Linked DNA regions of Sus scrofa: region 2 is linked to region 1. The links are chromatin contacts, called in public Hi-C maps. All regions are on one chromosome and are shown on one strand. The core of a region is the stretch at or near the end of the contact, and the rest is flanking DNA. Distances in the headings are between cores, read along the strand shown. Region 1 has its middle 35 kb from the start of DNAH7. Region 2 holds the start of STK17B (serine/threonine-protein kinase 17B).

Region 1 (2,811 bases), core at 175-2,674:
TTCAAATGTTACCAAACTTTTAAGTCTCTGGATGGATGAAAGTCGCCAAGTAAACTAGTAAATGTTGCTGAAGCCTGGAGTTGAGTGTCCCAGGGCACGGCAAGTCCTGAAGCCTGAGCTTGATTTGACAACAGTGACTACTTTATGTGGTAAAATAATTAACCTGCTAAAACAAGGATCACTTATAGGAAAAAAAATGTAAGAAAAGTTTACTTAAACCAGGACCGGGTTGGTAAATTCACTCTTGCCTTCATGTTGAATCAATAATTGAAAACGCTGGCTCTGAGCAGGGCAGGGGGAAAAATTGTTTGCTTCCTGAAAAACACAAAAGCTTATTTTTTCAGATCTTAAAAAGAGATATAATTTAGAAAAGGGATAATCACAAGCAACACTTTCTGCTGAGAACAAAAACCAAAGCAAAAAAATATTTATGGACATTCCCAAGAAACCGCTATGGCAAATCTCACTGGAACTTTAATTCATGTGGAGGCTTTGAAACATCAGCACAGCAGGAAATGAAAGGGCATTTGAAAACTAAAGGACAACTCCAGTTTCTCCTCTATCCATACCTCTATAAATTGCAAAGAAAAGTCCTTATTTTTAGCAAAATTGCTATCACATTTACACACAGCAGTTCTGGACATGTGTCCACAGCTCGGCGCCAACATCACTCTCTTGCTGCAGATCCAAACCCACCAGAACATTTTGTTTTGCAAAAGTAGTTTTGCCTTAAAATACATTCACGTGGGGAGCGGGGAATGCAAAGTGTCGCGGATAATGAGAACTTGGGGCTTGAGAACAAGAGAAATCTGCTGGCGATCTCAAGAAGCATACGGTGAAGAAAAGTTCTTTTTTAGCTCCCAGCGAATTCCTCAGCAATTAGTGGTTTGTCTTGAAATGATAGCAGTTGCAAGAACTGTGGCCAGAGACCCACGGCCTGCCTACATTATGGGAATATCCCTGGCCTCTAAGAAAAAAGAAGCTGCACAGAGTTACGGTGGTACAAAATAAAGCTTTATGGGCCTCTCTTGCAATAATACATGAAGCAAGCAAACAAACAAAAAATAAGCACAGAAAATTGTTCTTGATCAGGATTTCAGATATTTCAAAATGGAGGGATGTGTTCACACTGTAAGATATTGTTTAATACCATGGAAATATGTTTCACGGTGCCAAGCTCCTCTCTGAGAAGTATCTTAAACTTTTGGAGGAATACAGTCCAAGATAAATGGCTGTGGGATTTTGTAGGTAAGATGACTAGCTTACTGGCATTACTCAAAAAGATAGAACACAGTGCCATGAAGAACTTCCAAGATCATCAGAATTTGACAGTAAAGACAGTATATAATTTTAGTTTTACTTTTCTGTGTGCTACTGCTAAGACAGCCTCACCCCCACCCTTCAAATGTCTGATTAGAAAAGAAATTCATGCTTACTGTAGATAACTGAAAAGCATGGGGAAATATCATTCCCATGCGCTAATATGATTAGGATCCTGGCATATTTTTTTCTTGACTTTTCCTACGTATATATTTTTTAAACTAGTTGAAACTACACTGTGTGTGTGCATGCACACGTTTTCACTTAGTGTATCATAGAATTATCCAAGGTCATGGAGAATGCTTCATAATTATCATTTTGCTTAACTGTTTCCAGTTATTGTATATTTTGCACATTCTTTTGTACATTTTTACGCTCTTTGAATGTTTCTTATTGCAAGTAATGAGGAGCTTTTCTTGCTAAAAGATGAAAGAATTGTACCTTATATTTACTTGTTCATATATGTGTGCATCTCAGTTTTGGGTACTGACACAAGATATTTTGATTTACCTTATACATTTTTTGATGAAGTTCCTCAAAAATTAAGGAGACTCATTTGTATCTGGGGCATGCAAAGAACTCCTAAAAATAAATGTAAAATATAAGTAATCTATTTTTTTAATGGGCAGAATGTTTCTACAGATATTTCTTTGAAGACCATATACCAATGACCAGTAAGCACATGAGAAAATGTTCAACATAATTAGCCATCAGGGAAGTGCAAATCAAAACTACAAAGAGATTTAACTTTATACCCACTAGAATGGCAATTATCAAGAAATCAATAACAGGTATAGGCAAGGATATTGAGAAACTGGAACCCATATACTATTGGTGGGAATGTAAATTGATGTAGTCACTTTGGAAAATGGTGGTTCCTCAATTGTTTGTTTTTTTGTTTGTTTTTGGTTTTTTTGGTCTTTTTAGGGCTGCACCTCTGGCATATGGAGGTTCCCAGGCTAGGAGTCCAGTCGGAACTTCAGCTGCCGGCCTATGCCACAGCCAGAGCAACGCGGGATCCAAGCCACGTCTGCCACCTACACCACAGCTCATGGCAACACCGGATCCCCAACCCACTGAGCGAGGCCAGGGATCGAACCTGCAACGTTATGGTTCCTAGTTAACCACTGAGCCACAACAGGAACTCCCAATTCCTCAATTGTTAAACAGAGTTACCATATGACCCAGCAATTCTACTCCTAGTATACACCCTAGAGACATGAAAACATATCCACACAAAATCTTGTACCTAGCAACATTATTCTTAATGGCCAAAAAGGTAAAACAACTTAAATGTTCACCAACTGATGAATGGTTAGACAAAACATGATCTATCCATACAGCAGAATATTACTCAGCAATAAAAAGGAATGCAGTGCTGACATATACTAGCCTATGGATGACCCTTGAAAACATTATGCTAAGTCAAAGAAGTCAGTCACAAAAGATTATTTATTTTCTGCCCTCATTAATATGAAATGTACAGAGGAG
Region 2 (2,811 bases), core at 232-2,731, 44 kb after region 1:
GTCTCAGCCCACACATTCTCAAAAGCTTGAGAATCTAAGATCTTGAGAATCACACCATATGAAACATCACTGCGTATCATTGGTACCACGGACGTAAACATTACGTTGGCAAAACAATCAGTGGATGTGATAAACGGACCTAGTATAATTGAAATTTGATCAGTATGTGGTTTCAAAATATTGTTTTTCTTAATTTCAATTGGCAAAGTGATGTTGAAGTACCTCTAATTCCATTCCAGACATGAGAAGAACTAAAGTCAGCTACCAGCTGCCATAAAGTCTCTTTCAACTTTGTCTCCACTTATCCCTCTGAGGGGACTCAAATGAAATGCTTTTCCGTACATTAAAACAAAGAGCTGGGTAATTGTCAAAATAGTTGTTTGTATAGTTTGAGGATGGGTCGTTGTACACTTTGAGGTTTACATAGTGTCAAAATAAAATCAGATCGCCGAAGACCACTGAAACGACTGCAATTTGACTTCTCTATTCAATACCTTTAAAAAACTGTTGACAAGCAGTAACTGAAAATGCCCCACAAGATGAGCACAAACTTTTTCCAGACGAAAGTCAGCTGTGAACAGGACGTGCCCATGAGTCCAGACGTGAACACGTCCTGTGACCCCCATCACAGCTGTGAACTCGGGAGGGACCTGAAGGAAGGACCACGTCGACGCGACGTGGAAGGGACGCAAGTAAGCCGGTCGCAAAGGGGGCCCCCGCGGGACGCGCCCGGGGGAGAGTCTGAGCCGGGCAGGCTACAGCACGCGCAGACACACGAGCGCGCGCGCACACACACACACACACACACACACACACACACTCTCTCTCTCTCTACACACGGGCCGAACTCCTCGGGCTGGGCTGAGAAAGGTACTGGGAGGACCACCGGTCGCCGCCGGCGCCGAACCCGAGGGAATCCGGGAAGCAGAACTTCAGCCGAAACACGGCGAGAGGTTCGGAGCAGTCGGGGCACCTGAAGGGCGTTGGTGTGTGAGCCCATCTTCCCCAGGCTAGGGGTCCGAGGGGACCCTGGATCCGCCCACAACACCTGGACCTCCCTCCCCTGGACCCCTCCCACATTAGGGGGGTCTCTGTTCCATGGGTAAAGGGGGCCGATTCAGGGGACTGGAGTCGCAGCCCCGAGCCCACCCGCCAATCCTCGCAGGACCGCGACGCGCGAGGCGGAAGACACTGACCGCTCGGGCCGCAGCAGGTTCCTTCGCGGCCGCCCCCTCCAAGGGGGCTCCCGTTCTGCCCCACGTCGGTGGCCACGACAGGACGCGTGCTCCAGTTCTATCCCGGTGAGGTGCCGGATAGCTCCGAACGTGGCAGGACCCACTTTTATTCTTCCGGACAACGGCCAACAGTTGTGACCCGACCTCCCCGTGAGGTGGCTCCCGGCGACGGCAACGAAGACGGAGACCGGAGCTTACAGTTGAGGTTTGAAAACTGCAGCCGCCTTGCAGGGCAGTGCTGTAGGCTAGAACCCACCCCCTCGGAAGGGAGAGCCAATCCGAACTCGCGTGGAGGGCTGGGCTGTCACGTGTGGGCGGGGCGGGGCGCCGGGGCGGGGCGCCGGCACAGGGCGCGTGCTGCAGGGCGGGGCCTCGGCGGCAAGGGGGGTGTGGCCGGCGCCCAGCAATCCGAAGCTGGGAGGAGCTTCGGAGCAGGTGGGGTGCTCCAGTAATTGCTGCGACCGAGGAGTGAGGCAGGCGCTGCCAGGGACCCCTCAGGGGACTGCACCCGGTCTTCACACAGGGAGTGAACTTCTGCAGACGGGAGAGGGAAAAAGCAGTTAGTTGCTGCTTTCAACTCATTCCCAAACTTTTGTGCCTCTTTCCTAACTCTTCCTAGTCATCTTCCTTATCACCTGAAACCAGGTGGCCAGTGGAGAGCCCCATATACTATAACTTTGCAAATATCAACATCGCTTGGGATTTATGGAACTTGGGCCCCACCACTAAGTCCACTTCAGCGAATTGAGTCCTTCTGAGGCATGGCTGAAGGCAGTTTTAGGAGAGTGCAAATAAGATGTTTTGCTGTTTTTTGCCTATAGGTATCTAAGGGAAAACGGGAAAGCATCTCAGCAAACCATTCAGGATGTTATCTTTTGAAGAGAATGAAAAATTTGAAAGTCCTGTGCAAGGCACAGTTGAAGTTTTTTGGTTCTATATAATCTAGGATTGGTTTGCAAAGTATACTTACAATAATTGTAGAGGACTATTGGGGAAATATATTGGGAGGGGAATGGTTCTTTTTCAAAAGACTTCAACACTCAAACAGCATTTAAAGAGGAGGTTTTCTGTACAGCACAGAAAGATGAGTGTGATTGGGTCACTTCGTTGTACAACAGAACATGATGAAACATTGTAAATCAACTATTCTTCAATAATAAGGAAAATTTTTAAAATAAAGTTTTCTTTTTCTATCCCAGTAAACCAAGCAAATTCCCATCGAGCCATCCATTTGTTTTTCCATACTGTATTTTCCCCAAGATAAGTACATAAAATGCCCATCATTTACTCAAATCTCCTTTTTACTTAACTGACTCCTCCCATTTAATGTGTCTATTCCCTAAACCTTGTCTCGGAGTATTTTGCTTCCATCTATCTAGTTTCTGGTTGCCAACAAATGGATTGACCAGAGAAGCCTAAAGTTAGAACAAAGGGGGGAAAAAAAACCCTGGAAGTTGAAATGGACTTTATGGCTGTCATTATCTAAGAGTCCACAAACAGCGAGTGTTCCCATCTTTTCTTTTAAGAACAAGGGGGCAGTTCCTAAAAGTCTCAACACCAGCACTGGAACCAGTAA

The links. A called contact is a pair of places that touch in the nucleus more often than the background predicts.
Region 2: a Hi-C map of fetal liver shows a contact between it and region 1, with 1.6 times the contacts expected there. The contact joins the promoter of STK17B here to the enhancer-like site in region 1. A contact is called at or near these places in 4 of 47 Hi-C or Micro-C datasets (embryonic fibroblasts, epiblast stem cells, fetal liver and 1 more) and 1 of 2 datasets of contacts at active chromatin or transcription factors (alveolar macrophages).

The regions. Positions count from the first base shown.
Region 1 is chr15:100,020,562-100,023,372 of Sscrofa11.1, forward strand. No RefSeq gene overlaps it. Among named protein-coding and RNA genes, the nearest start is that of DNAH7, 35 kb to the left of the region's middle. Within about 2 kb of position 1,425, at least 3 of the 83 cell types and tissues checked have an H3K27ac peak or open chromatin away from gene starts, as enhancers often do. A contact at or near this core is called in fetal liver, where this site is marked.
Region 2 is chr15:100,064,816-100,067,626 of Sscrofa11.1, forward strand. It overlaps STK17B (serine/threonine-protein kinase 17B), which reads right to left and starts at 1,482. Exons shown (of 8, transcript XM_021074823.1): 1 at 1,197-1,482. It overlaps LOC102157527 (a long non-coding RNA gene), which reads left to right and starts at 864. Exons shown (of 2, transcript XR_002339022.1): 1 at 864-953; 2 at 1,166-1,965.